Regions from separate parts of the Dromaius novaehollandiae genome. Here region 1 is linked to region 2. The links are chromatin contacts, called in public Hi-C maps. All regions are on one chromosome and are shown on one strand. The core of a region is the stretch at or near the end of the contact, and the rest is flanking DNA. Distances in the headings are between cores, read along the strand shown.

Region 1 (7,541 bases), core at 1,185-3,684, 230 kb before region 2:
AGAAGGACAAATCTTTCTTCAGGTCTGAAACAGAAACAATGTATTTCAAGGTAAGTGCAAGTTAGGAAAAATTGTTTAAAGTTAAGTTAGCCTTGCCATTCAGAGAAGTTGAGAGAAAAGGGTAATTTACACTTGTGAAGCTCAGAAGAGGTAAGGTGAAAAAGTCAGTAGTTTCTATAGGACAGAGAGAGGGAGAATGGGACAAGCACTGTTGAGCAAGCAGTAGAGCATGAGACAAGGTAACTGCAGGGTGACACATGCCACCTGCTGAAGGTGACACATGGGTCTCCCCTTTGATGAAGGTCATGCCATGGACATAGTCTTGACCTAGGAAACAGGCAACCCTCTGCCTTTATGCACACAAGCAATGACTTTACTTTCTGACACTGTTAAGATGCAGTCTCGCTTCTCCCATACCCTGAAAATTAAAATGGGGAAAAAGTATTTTACCCTAATTCTGTCATCTCGCATCAAAGCCTACATATAAACTCCGTAAGTTTAACATTGAGCAAGTGTTCTGACCAAATAAACACTTTATTGCCAGCTTCCTATTCTATGCCATTCTCCTAAAATCAACACAGTAAAATCTGTTTAAACATATAGTAGGAATTTCAGCCGTCAGCCTGATTATTCAACTTAAAGATAAGGGGCAGATTGTGTTCAGTTTTCAAATGCCCCATCTCCATGGAGAATCTGGTGTAGGACAAGTTATATTTTCTCCCTGAAGTGCTCTCTTTGCTGAATAAAGTGATCACTATTTTACTATTCCTTTTCTCTTTCCAAATACAGCACAGAGCAGCATCATTAGGATTGAATTATGCAGCTCTCAGATAGCAAACCCAGAGGAATACTATTTAAATGACAGAAATTACTGTACATTACCACTTATGCAGATTAGTGCAAAGCTTGTCTCATGATGTGTGTCCTTCAGCTTCAAGGGAGCCTGTTTGAGTCTCTTCCCATTTGCGATGGTATAAATCTAGAATAATTTCATGAAAATCAATATATTATATCTGAATACATGTCTTCAGCAGGGAACTCTCTGCTCAGGGTTACTACTTCATTAATTTCTGATTCTTTACAGCTGTTGAACTGCTGGTTAACCTAGCAAAACATTGCACATACAGAAGTTCAGGCATTCAAATGACACAAACTACATTAAAAGCGAAGAAGAAATGAACTGGAAATTCATGAATCAGTCCTTTCAGACTGTCACGGGAAATTATAGCATGGCTAAGACATGAAAAAATAATTTCCACTGCTCTTTTGTTAGGATGATTCATTTCCCCACTATCAAGCTTTGCTCCTGTCAAAACTGCTCGCAGATAAAAATCTCCATTTGCACCCATTTAAAATACTAAAACCTTGGACATGCAGAAGTGAGCAGCCATATGACTTGAAATCCATTTGCACATCTGAGTCATCACAGAGTAGGTGCTTTTGTTATATTTTAATTCTGGTAGTGAGCCAGCTGGGGCCTGAGGAACATGGTAGGATTTACTTTGCATCTCTAATGACTCCACAACACTCTCCTTTGCCATTCTGGCACTCAGTCTGGTGTGATATGAGCACTCAAAATTTTAATCAAAAGCAAAACACCCTACCCAGGACTACTCCAGTCATTATACACTCTGCTAGACCCAAAAGGTGTGAGTAAAAGCCACTTTTCTCCTCAACGAATATATAAGTATTTAAATAGAGAAGATCTTAGCCCACTGAGTCTACTGCCCAGAAGCAGGCCAGTGGCCAGCACACTAAGGTGAAACATCAGACCCACCTCCAGTCCCTGACCTGAGCCAGGCTGAGCAGCGTGCTAACGAATGAGCTTTTCTCCCCAGGTGAGAGAACATTCTTTTCCTTTAGTTTTTGTCTAGTTTTTGTCTTCTTGGTGAAACTGGCAGGAATAAATCTGCAAAAAATTCAAGGTTTGAAACATTACTGTTTTCTAAAGAAAAGCCATTTTGTCATAAAACTCCTACGTGGTTCTTAAAAGTCACTACGATCAAAAGCAGCACACAAAATAAAGCACTTCAGATTGCCGTTCTTCGCTCATTTAAAAGCAAAAGCGAGCGCGCGAGAGAAACCCACAGAGGGCAGTAATACATCATAATTCTCCTCCCCAAGAAGCGAAACCCCTTGCTTGGCTTTACAAACAAACTGGCTTGCATGGTAACAGAAAGGTATTAGTACATCCAAACGCTTCTGGTTATTATTTTAGCTGCTGCCTCCCTAAAGCTTCCACCAATCTTCCAAAGCAAACCCTGCACCGCATTCCTTTCTGCGGGATCCTCCTCCTACCCCCGGTCCCCGGCAATGTTTTCTTTCCCCTGAAGAAAGCCTTCCTGACTGAGAACATTTGTTTTCACTTTGAAGGGTACTAGCTACATGCCACGATCCAGACCTGCTTGGAGCACTCGTAATGCCTTTGGCCTTGAGGGACATGAAGCCGTGGTCTTTCACCAATAAAAATGTGCTTCGAGTCACAGCTTACATCTTAACTCTGTCTGCTTTGTTCCTAGGTATTTAGCTGCCAGCTTAACGCAAACAAAATGGAAGAGTCCATATAACTGGAGAACATTTATTCACCTGCATAGAGGGTCTCCACAAAAAGCAGGGAACTGAGCAGAATAAAAGGAAAGGGAGAGTCTGAAATTTCAGGTTATGTTTTAAAATGAAGGTTCAGGTCAGTTCATATTTTACTACAGAGATTTCACCCATCCTCAGAATTACGAGAAAACTTCGATGGAGCCTCTAACTGGCAGTAGAAATACAAAGAGAAAGGTGACAACAATAGAAATAAATCAGCTTTTTTACTGCTCCAAACTAGTTTCTGCTCACTTTGACAAAGTGTGGGGATGTACGGAGCTGAAGAAAATCTTGCAGATATATTATTTAGCTATCCATGAAATATAAACCCATGTAGAAAAAAGATATATGGAGCTGAAAAATTTCACTTTCATCCAAATTCATACCAGACTGAAAGAGAACTCAAACAAGTTATGCAGGTTGACAGTCTTACCTTATGGCAATATCACCACCATATGGGGTTTTATTTGGTGTGATAGTGTAATATTGTGAAATAGAAATAATTTCCACTGCAATTATTTTATTTCCATGGATTTACAATATTGTACTCAAGTTAGTTATATTCTTAGTCTCCAAATATCTTAGTTTTATACAGGTTGCAGAATTATGATAAAAGACATCCATTACCCACAGAGAGATAAACACATGCACATACCATTTAATTCAAACACAAATGAAAAAATGTCTCACCCCCAAAACTGAAAAATATTTGAGCTGGACAAGGACAGTAAGTGACAAAACGATATTAGGATAATTTCGCAGCCACTTTTTATTCAAAACACTTGTATCTTTGTAAACTTGACATTTCCAAAACAGTGCAAGTGAATTAGAATACAGGTGACGTCAATAAGCGTGAACACATTCTTCCAACCACAAGTTCACAAAAAGAAACATATAATTTTACAATACATAAGGAGTGACATTCTAAGAAAAAGGAGTGACAATGATGTGGGTATCCTACTGCATATGCAAACCATGCTCCAAAAGCAATTGCAGTCTTCATGCCAGTTTAATCAATGTACACTAAATGAACTAAATCCTACTTTCACTTATATCGAAGAAACCTTAGCAAGAGCATGAATCTCGATGAAGGTAGGAATTAGTTCTATGATTCCCTTAATCCCTTAGTGAAAGCAATGTTATATATACTCATGTCACTTGGATACTATGCTTGAAACTCGTGCAAGACTCCAAAATGTGCCCATAAACAGAAAACATTCAAGAAAGTCAATACTAAATATTTTCAAACACAATCTTTGTGCAACTGTTGCTTTCAGCAATCCAAATTACCTACACATCACTGGCTTGTACAGGGAGTCCCGCCTATTCATGTATCAAGGTAGAGAGGGTTATCTTAGCTGGTCAGCATCGCAAAAGACCTTTCCCACCTTGAGGTTAAGGGCATGTTGAAGCGGTTCATAGGCTTGGGGTTCACATCAAGCAGACTTGCTCTCTCAAATCACACAAGTGATTTCTGAGGTGGCTTCAGAGGCTGCTCCACTGAACCTGCACCTTACACAGTTTGCTGACTTCCTCATTATAATTGTATAAATTAAAAACTAGCTTTATTCAGAAAATCATCGCTGATGTTTCTGATAGTGGCCAAACACCAGAGAACAAGGACTTCCACCAGCTCTGCTGCACAACCCGTACAGCACAAAGGAATTAAAAGGCAGCTGGCAGACAGGAACTTCCAGGGCCCATAAGCATTTTCCAAAGTACTTTTGACGCAATTTCCAAAGTTCTGATACAATTAGATTTATTATGATTTTTTATTTAAAACCAGCAGATCCATAGCACAGCTATTTGCTACACGTTCTTGAAGTATATTACATTTTCGTAAGAATTCTGGGAGTAGAAACTGATGGCAAGCAACTGGTCTTAGTGAGTTTTTTTGTTTGGCTTGTTTTTTTCTTTCTTTTTTTAAGGAGGGGAAAGGAGAACTTACAGGTTTATAATACTGTGTATTGGTATGTGGTCTGACTATCCTAACTGGAACTAAGCAAGAGGTCACAATGGAATCTGCCAAAAAAAAAGAAGAAAATTATGAAGAGTAAGAATACATATAAAAACAAAAGTATCTGTGGCAACAGAACTACTAAGTACCTGACAGTCATGACACTAAGAACTTATGGACTATTTCAGAAATCTGTCACTACTCTATCTGATGACTTGATTTTCACTGAGTGAGGACTTGTGCTGGATGAATAATAGATATATCAACTCAGAGAACACAAAAATCCAGCTTGGGTTCACTCAAATGGTATTTTTTTTTTACTTTAATGAAATGACAAAAACTTCTTTTGTCTTGAGTCAAACAAATAATATGTGCTCAACCCAGTATGAAATGTTGAATGGCTAGTTCAGCTTTTAAAAATCTTTTCTTTATATATTTTTAAAAGATGTTTCAAATGAAAAGTTACAATTGTTTTCAAAAATATTGAAATGAAACATTTTTGGCATTTCTGAAACAAAATTTTTGTTTAAAAAAGTGGAAATGAGACATTTTAACAATTTCAATGGTATTTTCTCCTTTTTTTATTGAAACTTTCCAAATTCAGTTCAAATTCAGAAATAGTTTCATTTGTCCTCAAAATTATTTGGGGACAAATTTTACTTTTCAACTTTTACTTTTTAAAAGTAAGTACCTTTACTTTTTAAACAGTTTTTTGTTCAGTGACTGAAAATTACTGTTTTTAAATAAATGGACTCCTTTCTTTCTTTTCACTATATGCTTTAGCCAATTTCTTATATTTCATTTATATTTATGATGTAATTTTGTCTCTAACATCTATATGCCATTCTTAGGTATTTTTCAACAACAGCAGAAGTCGATACGTTAGGCCCAAATACTCCTAGCAAAACTAACTGAATTTAGATGAATTATACTAGAAGGAATTCAATATTTTATAATACAACAGTGCAATAAAAGACCATCAGCCTTTTGTTTTTGCACTCTTTGATGATGAAACTGCAGCCAACTACATATGGTTATAGCGGGATTTCTTCTTAGTACGTCTTTTCAGATTCTGGCTTAAATGATGACTTGCTATACCAGATCTGTCTTATTTATTCACTAGAGATTGTTTTAAGAAAGAAAATTGAATAGACTAATAGATTTTCCTTTCAAATCTTGAATCAATACTCTTCATTCACTTAAAAACTGTCTTCTGCCTAATGGGTGCAGATAGATAAGTTAATAAATATTAATCAATACTGTAGTAATAGAGGGCATTTAATGCCAGTGGGGGGGAAAAGAGCAAGCATGAATATGGACATGGTTAATTTTTTAAAATGTGAAGTTATAATGAATTTGCAAGGAAGAGCAAGGATAAGTAGATTTCTTGCATGTTCTCTGCATTCAGTTTTCAAACCTCCAGCAGTTCTTTTAGGTTACTCTTAATGAAAGAGACATCCTCCAGCCTTTTATTCCTGCTACTCCTTCATTTCCTATCATTGAGCCTGATCCTTCTTTCCTTCATATGGATTTTATACCAACAGGACCGTTATTCCTTGTTTACACAAGGTGTAAAGTAAAAATAGAATCTAAAACCAAGTCTTATAGCAGTTGCACTATTTCTGTTCAGAAACTCAAGAGCTTATTGAAGACACATGGTTAATTTAACTATAAGTGAGTTTCTTCCAATTCAGCAAATGATTTGCTAAGGCATTATTACCTCTGAACGAAGCGGCAATCTGAGATTCGGTAATGTCTGCACCTCAGTGAAACCCCATTTTTAATACTAGATGAAGACATGATGACATTCAGTACCAGAAACATCCACAGAAGGACTCTCAAGATCAAAATACATTTTAACCCTCACATCTATTCCATATAAACAAACCCATGACTCACGTGTAAAACTCACAAGGCAGGCATAATGGTCATAGCTTGCAGCCATTTGTCACTTGCTTTGACAGCAACAGATCACAACCATTAACAGTAGCTTAAAAACTATCCTTTCAAACATTAATATAGCTCCTTATTTTTCTCTTTTATTTTTTTTTATTTCCAAAGAATTCATCAATGCCATAGTGGTTGGCCCAATTATACCCTTTTGGTATCTCGCCTGTGCAGTCCTAGACCATCATCGAAGTACTAGAGACTGCAGAAGAGAACGTCCCAAAGGCAAGCAGTCTCTGATGCTTTCTTCAGTGCAGAATGCCCTGTGACGGAAAGGTACCCGGCCAGAGTGAGCTACAAGCCTTGCTACATGTCACCGAGGAAGCGGTCTCATTCTCTCCCACCCAGGGCAGTGAAGCATAGACTCAAATACAGAACATCGCATATATGTAATACTTTAGGTTCTCTGGTTTATAAATCAAACACCAAATTCAACTCAAAAAAAAATAATGAAAAGACTTTGGCTTCTTGCCATTAAATGGTCTATATACAATATTACCAAGCCTTGTGAATTAAGTATATGAGGTTTTCAGCTACTTTTATCTACAAATCTTTTTCTTTTTTGCATTGAAATTTAAAAGTACAATAGGATTTATATATACATATATGTATTTCCAAGGATTTAGCCAGATATCAGTGCTTGAGTGAACTATATAGCTATTCAATAGAAACTATAAAATATTGATACAAATATAAAGACATAATCAATATAAAAAGCTTATATTTATAAAAAATACTTTTAGGTAACAGTCCTCCCCTGAGGGTATACCACATAGTTGGATTCATAAATATTGCTCTGCACTGCAGCTTCGTTACCAAAGTTCAAAGTTCAGCTCTTAAATGAAGTGTAAATTGCTCCAGTCACCTGACGTGGCTGCAGTGGTTGCCTCAGGATATGTTCCCTAGCTTGTTAGAGTGATAAAGACACAGCATCAATGGGGTCTCCGAAAAATCTGGAGAAGATTCCTTCTTCCACATATGGAAGATATGAGAGCAGGACCTATAGGCGAGCAGGCACGTGTCACATGACTGGGCTTTTGATTTTTGCTGG
Region 2 (7,582 bases), core at 4,237-6,736:
AAGCCCCAGTGGGTTTCCAGCCTTTCGCCAAAAAGGTTACGATGCGGTCAGTGCTCTCTGCAGAAATTATCCACCAGTGCAGGCTCTCACCACAACCATAATCCCCTGTAGGAAACCCCAAGGATGCCTGTGAGTAGCTTCAGCACAGAGATGCCTTGAGCAGGAAACCCCGTCAAGAGAAAGGGATTACTTTCCACAGAAGGGAACTGAGGGCAGTACATTTGGGGCCACCTTACAGGCACTATTGCAGAAGTCTCTAAGAACCACCTGTATCTCACTGGCTCTGTGAGCAGGGGCATCAGGGTCCAAACCAGCACAAGGACCAGCAGGCAGAGAAGCTGTTTAACCTTCTGATATTTTGTTCATACTCACGTTATCAAGGACAAATGCCCTCATCTGTCTGGAGGAGCTATCTACTTACGTGGCCAGAAACACGTCACATTGCAGTAGAACATGCCACAGCAGCCAGTATTAATGGACAGCAAGAAGCCTTTTTGGCTACAGGAAAATCCATTCCTCCTTACAGTTACTTCCTGCAGAGCAGGAACTATCATTTCGCTCGTGACTGACCCTCAGGACCAGTAGATGTGAAAATTAAGTGCTATATTGAGCAGGAAGATCAGGGAACAAAGACATGTCGAGCTGACTGATGGCATGGAGAGGTGCCAAGCACACTCGCATCAGCCTACAGCGTGCCAGCAGCAGCTAGGCAGTCATAGCTCAAGGACTGGGGAACGCAGGTACCTCACCTCCCTGCAATGTTAAGTAGCCGGGGCGGGGGGGGGGGGGGTTGTGATGGTGGTGGAAAAGTCTTTAAATAGCCTCACATGCCACAGCAGACTTCAAAAGCAGCATCAGGAAGAGGGTGCACCAGCATATCCCCATCACGGTTCCTCCCATCAGGAAGGCCTACGCCACTCGCTAAGTCCTTGAAATGAAAATCCCTGTGGTTTGTCCATTATGTGCAGAGTGCAGAGCTATTATTTGGGAAGTGGAGGGACAACTTTTGAGCAGCAACACTAAACTCAGGCTCCCTGCCTTCCCAAACTGCCCTGGCAGCACCTCCCGCATCACTAACACGCACAGCGTCATTAACCTAACCCGGCATCATTAACCTAATGCCAGGTTGGTCCTCTCCTGTCTCTCCCTTTCTGGCTCCACACAAAGGCACCGTATGCTAACACGACACGCAGCCACCAGCGCAAGATGCTAAACTCTTCAGAGGCAGTGCAGCAGGGCAAAGAGCAGGACACAAGGAGTGAAGCAACAACCCAAAACCAGACTCATTCCCTATTGTAGCAATTGCAGCAGGATGCCACGGAACTAAACTGACTCCATCACCCTTTTGTGTCAGACCAAGCTGCCAGAAAGGATAAAGTTATGACCATTGATTGTGGGTTGGGGGCAGGGCTGGGGGGGGGGGGGGGGCAAGAGGAGGAAGGGGAGATATAAAATAACACCATATTGGGGAGGAAAAAAAAATTAGAGAGATGTCACATTAACATTTTTATTAAGGCAAAATCGACTTTTGTTTCTTTCTTATTAAACAGTCTCTAAAGGAAAGCAGGGAAAGCAACATTCTTGGTTGATTTGGGGATCTTTGCCCCAAGCATCTGAATTATATCCAGAGAACAGAAGCACTTCTGCTTGTCTGTGGTCCAAATGCAAGCAACCACCTGGTTGCTTACTGTACTGAAAATTGCAATTTCAGGGAGACAGGCAAATCTTTCAAGATTTTCACTCACCAAATCTGCTTAAGGAAGGAAAACAAGAGACATTGTTAGAAAAACAATACGCTCAGCACATCTGCAGATGAGACTAAAATCATGTAAAAACAGCTCCTAAAAAGGAAGCATCATTGCAATTAACTATTTCAGGTTGAAGGCACTAACCTATTCCACTACTGTCGTAGAGGCTGAATACCCTGTCCCACTATAACTTCTGTCTAGGGCTGTGTAGCAGCCTGACTATTCATATTTGCCTGAGATAACATTTCCAATGAAATCTCTGCCCTTCTTTCCTCCTGCAAGAGTATTTGGCTCATATAAATCTTCCAGAGCCATCAAACCCTGAATTGGTTTACTGAAAACCTGCAGGCTTATTGCAGATAATACAAACAGGTGCTTTTGGGGTGTCAGAAAAAGAATGACTGAAACATTGAAGTTCAAGAGCTGCCCATTCCAGGTATCATTTTAATGTAAAGCAATGACATGTATATATTAGCACATGAAAAGCCTACTGAGAAGGCTGAGGACACATTTCAACTAAGATGCTCTCATGATCGGAAATGCATCAGGTAGGTGAAGGAATACTGGGCCCTTGGGCTATGAAAAGTAAGAAATACAGAACTATCACAACAACAATCTCCAATGATTGAGAGCATATTAACAGATTAAATAATTTTAGAGAGACAATAGCCCTTTCAGCCTTTGATATTACCTATCACACTTACACAGGTTCACATAGCACAGCTCACCAAGCAAGCCACATATACCCAAAGCACAGTGGTACAAAGTTAACTTAGGTATCTTCCCAGAGTAGTGCGTAGGCCAAACAGACATAAGAAACTGAAATCTTCACTCCTCTCTGGGTAAAGAGAAACTACGAAGCAAAGAACAAAAATGATGCAGAAAACAAACAATAATCTTGTGCTATTAATAGGTGCTATTTGCTACAATGACATGAAAAGGTAAAAACATTTTTATTGCATATATAATAGATTTCACACCTCCACTAGAATTTCCTATTTTGAAAGATTAAAAAACATCATCTGGTAACTCTGCCAGCCAGTCAGGGGAATAGCTGCATAGCTTTGCACACAACAGCTTCACACAAGAGAACTGACAAATCCGAAAACTGTCATCACTCCTACTAACCATTTCCCCTCTATGCTCATGCATTAAAAAAACTGGACTTGTATTTTGTATTTGAGTAACCTGTAATCACTTTAAGCTGGAAAGTAAAGAGACTTTTAAGCCCCAAAGTGATATCTGTAGGAAGAAATAATATTCTGTACAGCACAAAGATGTTTTTTTAAAATAGTGGCATATAATACTGCAAGCCTTTATCTCCCAGTCAAAGGAAGTGGACACAGCTAAAGGCACGTTCAGACCACCAAAGGACTGAACCCTTGTAGTTAAAAAAAAAAAAAAAAAAAAAAAAAAAAAAAAAAAGAACCAAAACCCACACGACCGCACTGCACTCAGAATATGCCCATCCATATGACATCTTCAGAAAACTTAAAGACTTCATACACTTCTAAGAGTGAAGAAATTCATTGCTGTCCCTCAACCTTTAGAAGATATGCCTATATTAAGGGCACAGTTACACACAGTAAACCAAAGTCAAGGAGAATGTCCTTGTTGTCACCTCTGTCAGGCACAGGACTTTGAGGCCTCTGTGAAAACAAGTTCTCCTCCTTCCACGATGGAAAGAGAAGTTCTGCAGTCTGTGGTGACAATCGCACCCTCGAGACTTTTGGCAACCTAACCCAGTGCCGATGCTGGCCATATTCAGGGGCTGCTAACCCTATCCGAACAGCTAACTTTGCTTTAAAAAAAGTTTGCGATTTTGGATACTTTTTATTGCCAAGTGTCACAGCTCAATTGTTGTGAAGATCCTCCATTTTCATAAAGCTGGAGGGAAATACATCTGAGTATCAGACTTTCAGATGTCTGCCTTCAGACGGGCACCCAACATTTATCCCTTGCGGAGCTTCCCAAACAAAGTCTGTCCAAAAATTACACTGGCAGGCACTGTCTATAGACAACCCCATGTTATCAATCAGAATATAACCAGCCACACAAAGAAGAGCAACAAATTATATCGTTTGCATCTCATCATATCCCACTAGACTGGCGCTTCATCCACACCATTGTGAACCCCCAGTAATTTGGGTCGAATACAAGTGACTTCCAACCTTTTTATCCTTTGTTGGTTTCTGCAATAAGTTAAGCATTGCTTTCAACTGAGAGCTTTTTTTTTTTTGAGAGCGCCTTTTTTCCCCTCTATGATGCCCTCTTATGATAAGCCCTCAATAATGAATGCTTCATGAACGCCACTATGCAGAAAGGCGAAGCATACAACTACTTGTGAATTGAAGGGTGTGAAAGAAATTCATTTTAAAGAACTGGACGCCAGTATGAATACATTTATTTATATCACAGAGCACTACAGTTCCAACATCAACAGCTGAGTAATCGGGCCATATCTAAGTGTAAAAGATAAAGACAAGCTTTGTGGACGTTTATTGGCAGTAGTGGCTCCTACTCACATTAAAAGTGCACCAGATGACATCAGCTAGGTCCAATTAAGAGAAATCAGTTTTTAATTCTAACAAAGAGCCTCTGACCCAGACAAGAGAGAGACAGAGCATGTTCCAAGGCTCTTTTCAGTCAACAGGAAAAACAAGCAGCTTGCCAGTTTGCATAATTTTTTGAGATGTACAAAAACTATATCATCGTTCACTACTCAATAATAATAATTTAAAAAAAAAACAAAAAACAAAAAACTCCCGCAGAGGGACCGCAGAAGTCCCTCTCTCCCCGCAGGCACGCACAGGGGACCAGTGCCGCCTGGCTTGGAAGCGGCTCTCCAGCCACCAAAGGTATAATTTCTCCACTGCAGCCCAGCGCAGAGACCTCCTCTGTGCGCAGAGCAGCGCTGTCAGTGCTAAACATACTGCTCCCGCCGGAGGTTACTGCAACTAAACATCTTCTCATTCCGCACGACATGACCCATCACGTTTCGTATCACACGCACTTTCTGTCAGGCTGATGAGCGGCTGAGTTTGTCCCGCAACGGCGCGCGCTGCACAAAGGACCCAGCCGAAACGCAGCGCACCCCGGCACCGCCGGGGCCGGGGCCGCGCTGCCTCCCGCCGGCTCGCTGCCCGCCGCGGACGGCTCCGCGCTAAGCTCGAGGGAAGCCCGCGCGCACCTGCGCGGACACGCGTGGGAGCCGCCGCCCCGCGGGCACCCTCAGCCCCTGCCCACGGGCAGCGGCGCCGCTTCGGGTGCGGACTCGCGTTAGGGGCTGCGCGCCGCGCAGCACACCGGGGGCAGCTCCCCTCCTTGTGCCCCACCGCCCGCTCCGCGCTGCCCCCGCGGGAAGGGGGGACCGCGCCACTCACCACCGCGTGCTGTCGTGGAAGTGCTGCAGCACCGAGTACCCGAAGAAGGAGCCGTTGGGGCCCTGGTACACCACGGGCCGGGCCACGTCCACGTTGTAGCAGCGCGCCAGGGCCACCGCCAGCAGCGCCCCCAGCACCCGCGCCCAGCTGCGCGGCATCCTGCGAGCCCGACGCGGGGGGGAAGCGGAGCCACGGCCCGCCGAGCCGGCGCTGCTCTCCCTCGCAGGCGGCGCGGCCCCGCGCTTTTGTGCCCGCCCCGTGGCGCGGCGCGGCTCGGCCCGTCCCGCCTCGGCTGCGCCCCGCGCCGCGCCGCGCGGCCACTGCGCGCTCCGCCCGGCGCCGCCGGCGCTGCGGCGTCCCCTGGCGGCCGCGGGCGGCGCCGCCTCGGCTGCGGCGGCGGCGGTGGCCTGGGGCGATGCCGCGCGGGTCGCTGCGGGGGCTGCGGCCCCGGGGGCGCTCAGCGCCGGTGCCGGGCACGTCCCGGGGGCAAGCAGCCGTGCGGGCGTTTATGAGAGTGATAGAAACAGGATTTTTTTTTCTACTCTCAAAAAAAAAAAAAGAAAAGAGACCCACATTTTCTGACACAAGCCCCTCAGGCCTGGGGAAGCAGCAGCAAGCAGCGTGGCTGGATACGAGCTGGAAATAGCTGCTCCCCTGTTTTAATAGCCAGACTATCTGAGAGCAGCAGTAATCAGATCTCTGTGCAACAGAAGCTGAGCGAGGGCAAAGGGAGACAGTGTGCCTCTCCCATGGGTGAGAGACAGGTCACACATGTAATAGTGGTGGGGAGGGGAGAAGTTACGTGCTGCAATACTCACACAGCCCGGGTTTTTATTATTCAGTAAAGTTACACGTTCTAGTTCAGGATCCTTGTTAAAGTGTTTTTTAGATCCCCCTTGAGGATCAAGACTGGGAGGTCAGAGGAGAAACATTCCCTCAGACATAACTGGGAGTTGCATTGCTTGCTGTTAGCACCCGTTTTGGCTATTGAATTTCATGCGCTCCTCTCATCCAGGAGAAGGTGCACTGGGAGAAATATGTTAAATTTTGGGAAACGCCAAAGTATAGGATCCAGGAATTTCGATAGCGTAGGAATTGCTTCTCCTGGCAAGCAATGGGAGATGCATGGACAAGACCAGTGCTTGTTGCTAAGGCCCATTCGGGGTCCCTTTGGCACCTGGTGGTTTGCAGGGAATTGACCATGAACTATTCGAAAGTTGGTGTAGGAAAACTGTGTTGAAGGTAGGATCCTCTTTCAGCATGGGAAGGTCTCAGCAGAAGTTTAATGAAGTTTTAATTTTCTGTAAAGGTTCTGTGCCGAGAACGACCAGCAGGAACCATGCTCAGCGAGGAGGGAACTTTTGTGCTAAACTGTTTCACAGCATCGACATGGCTTTTTCAGAAGTGTAATGGGTTTCTCCAGGGAAGCATCCTTGTCGGGTAATAGCCATCTCCAGTTGGTAAGCACTGCACTTGAGCATCGTCCTCAGAGCAAGTGCCCCAGTGCCTAGGGATCTGGCTGCCTGACAGCCGTCTCAGTGTGTTTAGGATGGTGATTACTGGTGTCCTGTACCATACTTGGTTGGTCAATTTTATAATCACATTCGATTTTATATATAGATATGCATATATATGCTTGTTGCGGTTTGGAAACTGCCATTTTTCACGTTGACCGTGATGCTGGAAAGTAGACATTAGTCTATTCCAGGGACAAGTTTAATAGAGAAGTAATAATTATAGATTTGTGGTGAAAAAAAAATCAGTGGAGGAATGGAAGTTTCCAATCAATAACGTATTTTCTATTTGCTACATAAAGCTTGGTTGTATAGTTATTTAAAGCTCTTGTTTAAGTGGCTTGTGAAAAGGCTGGGTTTCTCTGAGTCATCAGTTATTGGAGGTAAAGCTGTTGTGAATGCTGATGCAATGACTGGGCAGCATGTCATCCTTAAAAGATGAGTTGGACTAATGAAAGGTATGTCCTCCTTCCACAAACCTTGTCTCTAGCTTACTATAACTCCCGCAACACTGCCAGCATCACACGAGAGATTTGCTTCAAAACCAGGCTGAGCTGGGCAACACTAGCCTAGCCCACACTAGAACTAGCCTTGTCCATTTGTTACACTTCTGACAATTTTACACATTAAGTTCATATCTACACGCAGTTCTGCCTCCGTGTGTGTAGGCATATACACATAAATGTGTCTGGAGTTAAACAGATGTAAGCAGTGAATGTTTTCCAGTATTAACTGTAATTGACAGAGTAGTTAATATCAAATAAAACAGAAAAATCACTTATCAATAATTTCAACCTTTAGTGTACAATACAATTGAAAGAATTGATTTACTCATTAGAGCACCAAATGAAAACAACAAGCCATTTACATCATATTAGCAGCAATATTTAAAACATTTAATGAACAGATTTTCACAGGAGTTTTACAACTGTGTAAA

What was found. A called contact is a pair of places that touch in the nucleus more often than the background predicts.
Region 1: a Hi-C map of brain shows a contact between it and region 2, with 2.9 times the contacts expected there. The contact joins the enhancer-like site here to the promoter of ITGA9 in region 2. A contact is called at or near these places in 2 of 4 Hi-C or Micro-C datasets (brain and ovary).

Annotation. Positions count from the first base shown.
Region 1 is chr2:53,149,269-53,156,809 of bDroNov1.hap1, reverse strand. ITGA9 (integrin subunit alpha 9) reads right to left here. Exons shown (of 28, transcript XM_026100784.2): 28 at 3,338-7,541. Among named protein-coding and RNA genes, the nearest start is that of NEUROD6, 73 kb to the left of the region's middle. Within about 2 kb of position 2,434, at least 2 of the 2 cell types and tissues checked have open chromatin away from gene starts, as enhancers often do.
Region 2 is chr2:52,920,514-52,928,095 of bDroNov1.hap1, reverse strand. ITGA9 (integrin subunit alpha 9) reads right to left here and starts at 5,486. Exons shown (of 28, transcript XM_026100784.2): 1 at 5,132-5,486. The coding sequence starts at 5,289.